Linked DNA regions of Mus musculus: region 2 is linked to region 1. The links are chromatin contacts, called in public HiChIP or PLAC-seq maps. All regions are on one chromosome and are shown on one strand. Each heading gives the region's core, a stretch centred on a gene start, on an enhancer-like site or on the middle of the called end of the contact. The rest is flanking DNA. Distances are from core to core; before and after follow the strand shown. Region 1 overlaps Arhgef28 (Rho guanine nucleotide exchange factor (GEF) 28). Region 2 has its middle 21 kb from the start of Utp15.

Region 1 (6,685 bases), core at 2,660-5,159:
CAGGAGCCTGATAAAGCTGTCTTCTGAGAAACCCTGCCAGAGCCTGACAAATACAGAGGTGGATGCTTGCAGTCAATCATTGGATTGAGCATAGGGTCCCTAATGGAGGAGTTGGAGAAGGGACTGAAGCTGAGAGGGTTTGCAGCCCTATTAGGGGAGCAACAGTGTCAACAGGGAAGAGCCCCGGAGCTCCTGGGGACTGGACCACCAATCAAAGAGTACACATGGAGGGACCCATGGGTCCGGCCACATATGTGACTGAGGATGGCCTTGTTGGACATCAGTGGGAGGAGCTGCCCTTGGACTTGAGGGTGTTCAATGCCCCAGTGTAGGGGAATGCCAAGGCAGGAAGATAGGAGTGGATTGGTGGGTGTGGGAGCACCCTCATAGAGGCAGGGGGAAGGGGATGGGATAGGGTGTTTCTGAAGGGGAGACCTGGAAAGGGGAAAACATTTGAAATGTAAATAAAGAAAATATCCAATAAAAAAGAAAGAAAGAAAAGTAAATGAATGAAATGTGCCTATAATAAGACAGAAGAAAGAGGGTTCCATGAAATGCAACCCGGGGGCATGGACAAAGAAAAGGCTGTGGGCAGGCCAGCTGGCTGAGAGGAAGTGGAGCTTCATGAGACAGACAGACTGCAAGAATGATGAAATGATACATGCCATAGACACATGCTGACAATTTCCATGTGATAGAACATTTAAAAGCATTCTGGCATATAGGCAGAGAGAAGGGAGTTACTAACCAAGGACACAAGGCCCACAGGCCCCAGATTCTCCCGCAGTAACAATAAATGCTCAACTGTATTGGACCTTGCAGACGGAAGCTTAAAGGGAACAGCTTTGGAGTATGGTTTCATTCAGCCAGATAGATTGCATTTTGAGGGTGAAACAAACAAAGTGCATAAAGGTTTCCATAAGCTGCCTCATCACACCCTAGCCTGAGAAAGAATGGGGAATAAAGACTGAAGGATGGGTTGATAGGAGGTCTTTAGTTTTTTTCCTTAAGATTTCTTTTTCTTTTTAGTTATGTCTATGAGTCTGTACATGGGGATGCTCACTCGAGTGAAGGTGCCCATGGGGACATCAAGATCCCCTGGAGCTGGAGTTACAGGTGGTTGAATGCTGTCCAGTGTGGGTTCTGCAGCCAAACTCCAGTCCTCTGCCAGAGCGACATCTGCTCTTAGTCACCCAGCTTTCTCTCTAGCCTAAAAGTAAGCAGTGACCCAGGCAAAGGCAAACAAAAAGCCCTTGGGCTCGGTGATGCACATTTGTAACCTCAGCACTTGGGAGGCGAAGGCAGGGGGACCAGGAGTTTCAAGTCAACCTTGGCTACATAGTAAGTTTGAGGATAGCCTGAGCTATGAGAATAAGGGACTTTAGCGCAACAAAACAAAGGAAGGAAGGAAGGAAGGAAGGAAGGAAGGAAGGAAGGAAGGAGGGAAGGAAGAGCAGAAAGAAGCAAGGAAGGGAGGACAGAAAATGAAGGAGGGAGAATGGTTTTAAAACAATTGTAAGTATACACAGAGAAGTAAACCAAAAAAACCAAAATACTGAATTGCTCCTGAAGCAGCCACGTCAATTCCTGAAATGCTCAGCCTACAATATAAGAATGCAGTAATGCAACAATTGGATATATAACAGAGAGGAGAAGGAGGCTCACATGAGGAAGAAAAACTGTATTAAATTATGAGCCCCACACAGCCATAGCACTATCATTAGGAGATATTAAAAGCCCTTATCTTGCCAAATGGCAGGAAACAATAAAACCAAACAACACATGGTCCAAAGAGCTGAGCCAGACAGCAAGGAAAACAGCCAGAAACTATCAAAGATAGTCGGAAGCAGTAAAACTAAATGTAAATAAGAACAACCCTTTGTTATAAAACAAGATCTTTCCGTTACATTACAGACTCTCTTGAGCTAAATTAAAGACACACACCCCAAGAATGAGACTCACAGAAACGGTTATGTGACAGACAAAGAAAAGGAACAAACACGGGGAACACATTTGAGAGAGAAGCAGAACTCAGTGCAGAAGGCAGGAAAGGATATGAAAGTGAAACAATATTGATTAAAGTTCATCCGCGATGAGTGCATATGAGAAGGCCTGTCCACCAGATAGTGTCACATCAAAGTACATACAAGCACCTAAGCCAGGTAGACATGAGAACACTGCAGAACAGCAATGTTTGTGAACTGTTGGCAACTAGGAATCTAACAGCAACAATGACACCAAGATTTTGAGTACTTCTTCTACAACATATTGTTTTACATCATATTTGTCTATAATAGTAGAGCTATTGACCCTTATGCATAGAGGATTAGACATCTAACACAGTAGAGACTGCCCATGTCATCATCTACTACTCAATGTCAAAATGTGATAGTAATCCAAGTTTGAGCGACCAACACTCCACTCCCAATGAAAACCTTGTAAGTCCCCAAACTAATTCTAAAAACCACTGTTGTATAAAGAGAAGCAGCTAGTGTACACTTCAACTCACAACCTGGTTGTAGAATTTAATCTAAGGGACTAATCAGCAATGTAGACAGATCCGTGTGAGAACAAATGTTCATTTATGTTGTGAAACTATAAAAGAAGAAGTGAGTAAACCAGGAGGAATAACTAAATACTCTTGATAATATCATCAGATGCAATCTTAGATTAAAGGCTGATGCAATGTTTTGGGGTTAGAAGAGACTATAAGTAATTAGTGGCTGCTGAGAGAAGGGGGGACTCACACATGCCCAGGGATGAGCCCTCTAAGTGGCTACCCAATGCGGCACGCTCAACCCGCAACACAAGAGCAACATTAGATGGACTCAGGCAGTATCTGTATATTTATCTGTATATTTACATGAATCATTGTAAAAATAATAATTAAAGAGAAAGGAAAACAACAGAGACGATGCACGAGAGTAGAGAGGGGCTTGGAAGTGGGGGAGGGGAACAGGGGGCAGCAGGAGATGACAGTGGGGAATTAAAGATGCTGAAGGTATATTACATGCATGTACGGAGTGTCATCAGAAAAACCCATTAGCTTGAACAATGTTAAATGCTAATAAAATGATAAATTAACAGCAAAGCTTTTGGAGGTGGAAAAGTTTGAGACAACTTAAGTTTTCATTCATGCCCATGTCATCATCTACTACTCAACGTCAAAATGTGATAGTAATCCAAGTTATATTATATATATAATATAATCCGAATATTTTCTGTAAGTCTTCATACAGCTATTTTTTTAAGTAATATCTGGTTTGACAGCTGAGCATGTCTACAGCACTTTTGGCAATTTCTAGCTTCGACCACAATGCCATCAACACCCACTTAGTGGACTCAAGTGGAGCAGGTCTTGCTTGCACATCAGTTTACCTTAGGACTCATTAATTAAACATAAGTATTAAGGATCAGCTTTGCGTTGGCTCGTGTAGGGGCTGTGAAAAATTACTATGCCCCCCCTTTCTCCTTCCAGAACTTACAGTGAATGGAAATATGCCATAACACACATGGTGGTAAATAACAGGGCCGGGGACTCAGTGATAAGGAAATGGCAAGCCAGGTACAGGGTGGTGTTACTGATGATCTACAGAGCTTACTGAAGGAAGAGCCTCAAAGACAGAAGGTGCTAGGACAGGAGTATTCTGGCTTGTGAGAAGAATGGTAAAGAAGGCGATGTGACCAGCCAAGGAAGCAAGAGGAGAGGAGCCCTTGTGTCCTGGTTAGTTCTTTGTCAATTTGACTCAAGCTAAAGTCATCTGGGAAGAGGGAACTTCCACTGGAAAAATGCCTTCACCACATTGGCTTCTAAGTATTTTTGTAGTTAATGATTCATGTGGCCTGGCCCAGCCCACTATGGGCGGTGCTGCCACTGGATAGGAGGTCCTGGGTTTTACAATAAGCAAGGCAAGTGAGCCACAGAGTTCAAGCCAGTAACAGTATTCTTCCATGGGCTCTGACCCTGCCTCAGCGCCTGTCTTGGCTTTCCTCAGTGATGGACTGTGAACAGGGTGTGTCAAGTAAATAAACCCTTCCTTTTCTAGGTACTTTTGGTATGGTGTGTTGCTGAGGGCCAGGCTGGTCCAGGACTTTCCCTAAGGCCCTGATATATAGAGGAGGAACTTAGTCCCTGCTCTAAAACCAGGTACATACTTGGCAAGTCCAGGAGTAGCTTGAGGCAAGACCTTAGGGACACTGCAGTTTTCTGGATCCTAAGGACTCATTTTCCCCTTCTTTTCGGGCTGTGGTTATTGATTCCCGGGACTTTGCATACTCTGTCTTTGATGCCTTTGAAATATCCCGTGTTCCCATTATGCAACAATGCTTGATTAGCTTCCTGCTGGTTTCTAACCACAGTATGATAGCTTTCTGCTGACTCTGTTTCATTTCTCCCCTGCGAACTGTACCTAAGATGATGTATTTCTTAAGAAAGTTGCTTGGCATCAGACAGCGCTTATGTAAGACCTCCCGATTTTCAAGCTTTCCTGTCTCCTTTGTTTTCGGATCCCCTGGTCCTTCCTCTTAGGAACCCGTCGTTGAAAAACAGCCTGCTGGTCCTGGTCATTGGAGTTTATCACAGCCACAGAAAACCAACATAAGTGGACCAATTTTAGTGGTGGCTTCAGGTGAGTGAGGGCAGTGATGGGTGACAAGTAGGTGGGTTTGAGATACACGTTGGAAACCGAGTGAAGAGAGTTGCTAAAGGACCAGCATGCAAGAGAAAAGGCGTCATAAACAAATCCTCTGAAGTCTTGTGACAAGTGTCTGTCTGGGGCTATGGGTGGATCGGCTTGCCAGCAAGCACCGAGATGGGATAAGATCTCAGTTTCCAGCAAGTAACATTCAAAAGATGTGAAATATTCAAGTGGAGACGTCCAGCAGACAATGAGGTAACAGGCTTAGACTTAAGAAAGTCATCGACTGGACACAAGTACCGAATGACCAGTACTGACCACTGCAAGGCAAATAGCTCTGTGATATGTGAGGCCCTCACGAGTAGGTCTGTGCAAACCTGCTGAGCAGTGGTTTTACCCTTGGGAGCTTTCAGGACAGACAGAGAACACATCACACATGGGACTTACTGGCACACTGGAGTGACTCTTTCCCCAGGAGTGTTTTATCACAACCGGAGCACTGCAGAACCCCGGAGAACGTTCCCGGGACAAACTGATGTCGATTCATTTTTTCTTTTTCTTTAGTGTCCTTGTTTTTCATCTTCAGAGGCAGCAGTCATGATAGAAAAAGTAGGAGGAAACATAGAAAACAGTCACCATCTAACACTCTTACAGAGCCCTGGCATCCATGTGAGCTGACCCATGCACGGGCTTTAACAATCCTAACGAGCTGACAAGAATCCGTAAGAAGGGGCATGTACAGTCAGAGGCGGGAGATGGAAGGGGAACACATACAGGAATGCCTCTAGCTGCTGAGGACGGAAGCCTCCTACACTCTACAGCAGATAGGCACAGACACTCAGTTACCTTAGATTTGTTCCGTGGGCTGGTCATCCTGTTCATGAGGAAGCTGAAAGTTCGGCTCACTTTGTACTTTTCAGACTCGGATTTGGCAGGAATGACGTATTCATCCCATTCTTCTTCCTGAATCCTACAAAGAAAGGACCCTGTGACTGGCTTTACAGGACTGAGGGGGACAAAGGACGAGAAGAGCGTTATGTCTCTACGTACACCTATATAAGCGCAATTCCATTTTGCTTTAGGTTGAAATGGTTCTAAAGAGAAAAACAGCAGCTTCTTAAGTAAAAATGAATCACACAGATGGATGAACTGGGGGCTAGATTTGATAGAGCAATGATGACAACTACAGAATCTAATAGAACGCGCAGTCGTCACATACTTGTTTCAACTTTGCTATATTCCTGAAAATTATACAGAAATGCTTGGGAAATATACTCTCATAACCTCACCCTGAAAACACTCATCCACCTGTTTAGCACGCCAACAGAAATCTCCTGGGACAGGGAAGCAGGATAACTGAAGGCGAGGAAGCAGACTCTATTTATCTTGGGAACAGTGATGGTTTGCAATAGATAGGCGTTTCTGGTCGCTACCAGTTGAGAAACAGACTATGCGTTTGTGGGTTCCGCCTGTCCCACTCACTCAGCCAGGTGGTTTGCAACTTGAGACTGTAGGTCATAGAGGAGTCAAGGCTACCCAGGCTGCTCGCTGGAGTAACTAGGCCATGATCACTCTGCCTTCCCCTAGTCCGTGTAGCCATTCCTAGAAGGAACAGACTGAACCATCTCAAATAAAACAAAAATTAACTCCTGGCTACTCAACTCTACTTCGATTCTCCACAACACAGAAGACTTTATCAAGGAACTACTAGTTTTTATTAAAAATCTGTTAGGTTGGCTGTACTATACCATGTTCTTCAGAATGCTATTAAACTGTGCCATCCTTAATCCCAGAGCAGCAGAGACTTAAACCTAAGTGCTAACAAATCAACGCTATATTAAGGAGCTAGAACCCACCGGACCTGGTGGACCTGGTGGAACAGTGGCTAGCACAGGCCTGAGCCACTGTTGCATTATGGGAACAGTGCTGCCTCTGTGTGCAAATGCAGATGGTTTCATTCTGTATTTTAACCAAATTTGACTGCGCGGTGTTCCTCCAGCACTCAGCTGCTTTGGATAAGAAGGAACTGAGCTTAAGTAACTTTTAAA
Region 2 (7,361 bases), core at 203-2,702, 260 kb after region 1:
TAGCATAGCTTATGCTCTTAACCTTTTGGACAATAAAACGATCATATACACCAAGCTAATACGATTCATTTGAATAGGGAAAATCTGAATTAATAAATGTTTGAAGATGACAACATTGTTATGGTTTGAATCCGGGCCATCCCTCAGAGGCTCATGTATTTTGACACCTGGTCCTCAGCTCCTGACCCGGCTTTATAAGTATCATGAAATATAATGTGGTGATGGCTGCAAGGTAAGGGTAAGGCGGCAGGTACCTAGCAGGCCTGTGCAAAGCTGTCCCCTGAAAAACCATGCCTGGTATGAGAGGTTTATGTCGGGGAAGGGAGGGAAAAGGGGTAGATGCAGACAGAGCCACGAGGACAGAGAAAGCAGGAATAAAGGATAGAAAGAGAGAGAGGCCGGCTCTCGTGGGGAACAGAGAGAGAAAAAAAGAGTGAGAGTGAGAAGGAGGGGGAGAGAAGAAAGAGGGAAGAGAGAGGAGGGGAGAGGAGAGGTGAGGGGAGGGGAGAGGGGCTGGGATAGCGAAACGTCCTCTTGTACACTGCCAGGCCACCTGCACCCGGCAGCGGCACAGGTAGCAACGGTGGCATGTGATGACATAACTGCTGCTAGTTCTCTGGGAGGAGTCTGTAAGCCAAGAATGAGGTTATGGAACTTTTGGTGTAGGGGTCCTAGCTGGTGGAAGTGGCTCACTGGGTGGGTCTTGAAGGCTCTGCCTCCGATTCCAGGCTCACGGTCTCTGTGTCCTGGCTGGTCATGACGTGACGACTCCTGCACACTCCGCAGCCATCATGGGCAGATCTGTCTGTGACCCCTATGCCTTCCCTGCCATGGCAGAGTGTACGCTCTGAAATCACGAGCCAAAATAAGTTCTTCCTGACTCTCGTACACTCCTTCACTCAGGTAGGAGTGTTGAGAAAAGTAACAGAGACAAATGCCATCAAATTTCCTAGTGTAGCACCAGTGAGCTAGGGGGAACCACCCTCTTGCTTTCTTCTCATTTGTATAGACTGCAAACCATACCAGGTACTCTCTTCTTACTTCAGTTGATCTCAAGTCAGTTATACACCTATTTTACCACTTTGTATACCTCATTTACTCAGAAAATATCCTTAAGAGCTGGGTAAATAAACTCAGTGTTAGAGTCCTTACCTAGCACCTGTGATGACTCAGTATACATACAGTGCATGCACGCGCACACACATACACACCCACACCAATATAATATATATATGTGTGTGTAGTATATAATATATATAAAAGAAAACTTGAACATAATTCTTACCTAAATGAACCAATGTTAGTAATTAGATAAGCTAAGAAGAAACTCAAATAAACCAAAAAGAAAAGAAAACCAAAAGAAAAAACAGTGGCGTTTTCTGTGTCACCATAGTGTTTTCTGTGTCACCATAGCCTTTCTCCCAGCAAGCCTTCAGGGGACGCCATGTTTGCCCCATCTGGCAGATGTGCAAGCCAAGCCTGTGCTTTCCCAAGGTTAGCCAGCGCATGCTCTTCCCATTATTCCACGTGGTTGAGAAGCTTCATCTTTTAAAATAGAGCCTTGGTTAGATTTGTTTCCCTATTTCTGGTTATAATCTACTAATAACTACATCTATTCTTTAAATCTACTTGGTTAGCATAGCAATAAGCAAAAGGCTTGTTTGCGTTCCTTCTGAGAACTTCAGAGAAGGCGCAGAGGCCGGTTTCTCACGCTTTTCTAACACCGCCCTCTTGTGGACCAATAGTGAGTTGCGGCACCATTTCAATGTCTCCTGATTAACAACTTCCAGAAAGGTTTTCTATTTGAGTTGGATCTCATCGAGAAATGAAAGCTATCTCCGTGTTACATTATAAACTCTAAATACAATGTTTCTCTGCAAGGCAGCACCAAGTGACCATTTACTCAGTCCATGGTCAGTAAGCACCAGAGATGTATTAGGCAAAAAGTTAAGAATACAAAAGTGAACAAGACCATTCTCTGTATTTATACAACACAAAACATTATTTTGTGCACTGCTCTGCTCGGAAACGTGCACCTTTTAAACTGGAGACTTGAGCTCAAATCCAAATTTGCCACTAACTAAGTGTATGACTTTGGACACATCACCTAAACTGTCACCCAAGTGTCATTGTGTGCAGAACTAGATACCAGTATTACCTGCTCTATCTAGATACCCAGTGCTCTGTGAAATATTAAACAGTGTGTGTGTGTGTTTCAGGAAAACTGATATTTCCTTGGATGAAGGAGCTTCAGGGACAAGGGGTAACCAGGCACAGACCCTGCAGTGAGAGAAAAGACTCGTTCTCCAGGATCCATGGTGATAATACTCACTCTTCAAATGTACCAAAGCTATAGAAAGCACTGCTAGGTGTACAATTGCTTGTACATACAAAAACCCGAAATCCAGGTTATAATTGATTGTAGATGTAGAATTCTGAAAGGCGTCAGAATGCCCATCTGCAGGGGACTGGTTGCAGTGATTGTGGTACCGCTGTACAGTGATGTGGGACACAGCCTAGGAAAGAATGGGGTAGAGCCACAGGCACGGAGGTATCCCCAGTCTCAGTGCAGCCTAAATGGAAAACTGGAATGCACAGCTGGAATGCACAACTGGAATGCACAACTGTGTGCTGCATGCCCCCATCTGTTTAGAAGCGAGCTAAACACATACAACTGTGTTTAAAGATGTGCCAACTACAGGGGGAAGAATATTGTACTTATTGGCTTCTGAACCCTCTGTCTGGATGCTAGAATGTCTCCAGAATTGCAGAGCTTCGTATTTAAAACCACATTTCCCAGAAACCTTTGCAAATAATGTCCCGGATGAAAACTGGCCTCCTAGATGAGATGGATGTGATGGTTAATCACAGGTACGGACTTGGAATCACCTGGGAGAGAGGCCTCTAGACGTGTCTCTGTTTAATGAGGTTTAACAGAGGAGAGAAGAGCCACCCTGAATGTGGTTGCACCATCCCGTGGGCTGGAGTCCAGGACTAAATTGCAAAGGGGGCGGGGCATTTGAGCCCCAGCATGCATCTCTGTGATTTCTGACTGTGGACCTGTGTGAGCATCTTCCTCACACTCCTGCTATCATGACTAGAGACACTCTCTCCATTGTGTCTCCCTTGCCCTGATGGATTGTTCCCTTACACCACTGACTAAAATAGACCCCTTGCCTTTGTTAGGTAATTTGTTATGAGAACATTAATACCGCGTGCTGACACCTGACTAGGAAGGCAGGGGTAAGGAAAAGCCAGCTTTCTGCTTGTTATTGTCCACAGACAGGAGATGGGAACTGAGAGGTGACAGTGACTAAGCCAACCAAGGTCTAGTCTCTAGCTTGCAGATGGTGAAAGTCACGGCCTTCTGCTTTCTGGGGCTGTGCTCTTGAGCAGTGGCTCCATTCCAACTCCTTGATGCTGTCAGAAAGCCCTAGTTCCCTATATTAAATCAATCCTTGTGTGCACCAGCTTTCCAGCTCCATTGACAGTTCGATACATAGGAAACAGGTACTTGCTCTGTTGTGTTTAAGATGAGATGTCAACCTGACTGCTCTAAAGGAAACCCAGATAACTGGTACAGCACTAGCACAGGTGTGTCTGCAGGGTTCTCTGAAACATTCGCATTTCAATCAGTTGACCTAGTTAGGAAAATCTGCCTTGAAAGAAAGAAAAGATACTGGAAAAGGCAGTTTCTCATCCTCCTCCCTGGGCATTAAAGTCCCTGGTTCTCCAGCACCCAGATGTGGAGAAATAGACTCGAGTCCCCTGTAGCACATACCCTCTTCCAGATTCAGTCTGGAGTCCACACCAACCTTTCTGGTTCTTCATGATGCAGGAGAGAGCAGATCATGGTATTTCTGAGGCTCGGCAGTCTCATACAAGATATGAATCGGGAGCTCTGTGCCCCTTTGGAAGCATAAGACAAGTCTCTACCTGGAAGAGAGATTTTTCTTTACCTGTATGTTTTCCCTTTTATGTTACCAGGAAATGTTTGCTTTGAGTATATTTTGTTAAAAAGGCAACCCTGTGAGGAAAGATCTAGAAACACATCTGTGCCGTTACATTTTAAACAATGAAGACTTCATGATACATTGTATTTCTCAGACACGTTGGGGAAAATCTGTGTAGAGACCCTACATATGGGCAGAGTGAGGGCAGAAGTGCTTCAGTGAGAAGCTTGAGGGAATGGAAACAAATGAATCCTGGTTAGATTCACTGTGGGTTTGCATCCCATTGAAAGAACCTTGTACTGTGCAATTAGTTACCTGATTTCTATCCAGCCACAAAGTAAGCAAGCACTTCTAACGCGGAGGTTTGAACAACAGTGACTCCCATATGTCCCATATGGCACTATTTGATGAGGATTAGAAGGTGTGGCTTCGTTGGAAGGAGTGTGTCACTGGGGGGTGAGCTTTGAGGTTTCAAACTCCCACACAAGGCCCAGTGTTACTCTCTCTGCCCAGGGATCAGGATGTAGCTCTCAGCTACTTCTCCAGCACCTGCCTGCCTGCATGCTGCCATTCCATAATAGACGAAACCTCGGAAACTACAGGCCCCTCCATTAAATACTATCTTTTATTAGAGTTGCCTTGGTCATGGTGTGTGAGACTGTGAGAGGTAGTGTGGTCCCTGGTTGAGCTAAGGCTAGAAGCCCCAGAGACCCTGAAAGGGATGGTAGGAGCTTTGCCTGTTTCCAGGCACCAGGCCCCTGTCACTAGCCACAGCCCCCCACCCCACACCACCACCACCACCACCACCCCCAGATTTGTGGCCATCAGTCACATAAAGGCAATGCCCCAAACCCCTCCACATGTAGAGGACATGACCTGTGGTCATGTAAGCTCAGGACGGATCTCTATTTTAAAGAGGTATCTAAAGGCCTGGAGGGCTTAGCCAACCAGCTTTCCTTCCCAGGCATTCCTCCCTGCAAAAGGTATTTAACCTCAGGCCCACCCTGAGAAGCAGGGTATGGTTTTACACATCCATTTTCTGCCATGACATGAAATGCTTTAAAACCACGGACTGCCTCTTTTCACCGGGATCTGCTGTGGGGAGCCACGGAGAAGACCTTTGCCTACACTACAGAACCACTGTCTAATCTCCCATAGAAGGCCTCTCTCCCAACCATGACTGCCACAAAGCCAAGTTCAAGCCCGCCACTATCAAGGCAAGGACTCTCTCTGCAGGACTAGTCGGAGCTCTTTCCTCCTCCTCCCAGCCCCCAGCCCCACCCCAGGGTAGATCCAGCCCTCCAGCCCCCCACTCCATTCTCAGCTTTTCCTTGGCTCCCAGCAGTGTCTGAGAACCTGAGAGCCTGAGAACCAGATGGCCCCAGGATCTTCTCGGGCCCAGAGTGTTAAGTGTGTGTGTGTGGGGGGGGGGGGGGGGGGCAAAGGAGTGGATCAGCTGTGTGTAGTTGATTAATTAGGGCATAAGGGGCAATTGGGTATACATTTTTATAACTTATGCACCTTAGTTTAGGTAACAGCCATTTCTATATTCTTTACCTGTTAACAGACAACTAAGAAAACGTTTGGAGAAGGTGTTTGGGGTAGGTGTTCATGCCTAGGACTGGGAACGTGACCTTGTTTAACACCGCCAGCAAGATGGAGAAGTTGTCCCTGAGACGGCTGAACTCGGACAACTGCTTACAAGAGATGTTCAGCTACAGGGAAGTCCCCAGCTCCCCTGAGGCCTGGAGAATTTAGTTTCTCCCTATGAGTTAAACGAAATGGTAATACTTAGAATAAGTTTCTTTTGCTTCTTCCCGACAGGGGTGAGACCACTTAGACTGTGTTCAACATAGAACACAGTGAAGAGAGGCTGCCTAAAGCTCCCATGCCTACCGTGGTAGCCAATGTTATAACCCCAGGGCCTCAGGGCATCGGCTTGCTGTAAATAAACACAATGCTGATGTGTGTTCATGAGCTGCATGGACTAATAGCTGAACAGCTGGCAGGTCAATTCCAGAAGAAACTAGAAAATGAATCCATCCAGTCAGTGGGGACAGGTGTCATCCAATTGGCTCAAGGCCAGGAAAGATCAGCAGGGCAGACAAGAGTTCCCACCCCATCAGCTAACACTCTTCGCTTTCCTTTGGATGTCAGAAAGGGCCCGTCAGCCTTAGACTGAAAATTTTATTGCTGACTTTGGACTTGTTTCCAAATATTTCTGACCTGGACTGAGTCCCACTGTCAAATGTCCCTCTTATCTGGCTTGTTAGACAAGCCTGTGTTAGACTTAGCCTTCATAATTGCATGTGCCAATCTCCTTCAAAAAAAAAAAAAAAAATCCCCCAACACCTTTAAGGTTTCTAGCACAATCTCTCTAGTATATAAACCAAAACTCAATGAACCTCATTCACTTAGGCAGAGTTCATCTTAGGCTACCATCTGGTATCTGCCAGTTTCCAACTGACTCTACCCAGCATCCCCCTCCCCCCCCTTTTCATAATTCATGACATCAAAACATCGGCTTTTCCCTTGAGACTCAGGAGGGCCAAAGCCCCAGCCTTTGGCTTTTTTCTCTTTTTTTTTCCCTCTCCCCTAGCATGGGTTGAAGGAAGGGATCCATCCTTATTGTTCCGAGGCATCACCTCCCTCCCTAGTCAGGCTGAGAAGGAACCAGCCAGCTCATACCTCCTCCTGATTGTTTTTCTTCCCCACCCATTTATTTTTTGTTTCCCTTCGACCTCCCCCCAACACCTCTGAAGCCATTTTACGAACTGTCATGTGCCACCTGAGCCTCAGTCTACCCTCACATCTTTGGATGTATCTCACTGTGCTTTCTCTTTATTTTGGACCATCTGCCAGCCTTTGATGCCAGCTGCCCGAGTTTGCTCTGGGAGGAACGGGTTTATCTGGCTCACAGGTTACAGAGCACCAACCATCAAGGGAAACCAAGAACTGAAGCGGAGGACACAGCTTACTGGCTTGCTCCCAAGGGACACACTTTGCTCTTAGGCTCAAAGTTACCTTTCTTATATCTATACCCTAGGCCCACCTGCCTAGCAATGGCACCACCCACAGGGGGCTGGGCTCTCCAACGTCAATTAATAATCGAGAAAATGCCCTGGAGATGTGCCCAAGGGCCAACCCAACGAACCCAATTCCTCAATGGAAGTTCTCTCTTCCTAGATGCATCCAGTTGAGAACAGAAGCTATGACACCAGCAAACATTTCAGTCTACCCCACATCTGACTGTCCTCCACATCACTTAGCACCATCTGACCCACTATATACTTTACCAAAGTTTTCCCTCAATCACAATGTGACCTGGAAGAGTAAGGACTGTTGTTGATTATTCTGTTCATTTCTATAACCTCTGAATTTGCATGTCTCAATCAGGAAGTCTTTGGT

Evidence for each region. HiChIP or PLAC-seq counts read pairs in DNA pulled down with a chosen protein or histone mark.
Region 2: a contact with region 1 is called in a FOXA1 HiChIP or PLAC-seq map of pancreatic cancer cells. The contact joins two enhancer-like sites. A contact is called at or near these places in 4 of 484 Hi-C or Micro-C datasets (brown adipocytes, embryonic fibroblasts, nephron progenitors and 1 more), 2 of 115 datasets of contacts at active chromatin or transcription factors (extraembryonic endoderm stem cells and pancreatic cancer cells) and 1 of 9 other capture datasets (embryonic stem cells).

What each region holds. Positions count from the first base shown.
Region 1 is chr13:97,972,947-97,979,631 of GRCm38.p6, forward strand. It overlaps Arhgef28 (Rho guanine nucleotide exchange factor (GEF) 28), which reads right to left. Exons shown (of 36, transcript NM_012026.2): 15 at 5,484-5,607; 16 at 5,085-5,217. Among named protein-coding and RNA genes, the nearest start is that of Gm34388, 82 kb to the left of the region's middle. Within about 2 kb of position 3,910, at least 38 of the 459 cell types and tissues checked have an H3K27ac peak or open chromatin away from gene starts, as enhancers often do. A contact at or near this core is called in pancreatic cancer cells, where this site is marked.
Region 2 is chr13:98,238,714-98,246,074 of GRCm38.p6, forward strand. No RefSeq gene overlaps it. Among named protein-coding and RNA genes, the nearest start is that of Utp15, 21 kb to the right of the region's middle. Within about 2 kb of position 1,453, at least 4 of the 459 cell types and tissues checked have an H3K27ac peak or open chromatin away from gene starts, as enhancers often do. A contact at or near this core is called in pancreatic cancer cells, where this site is marked.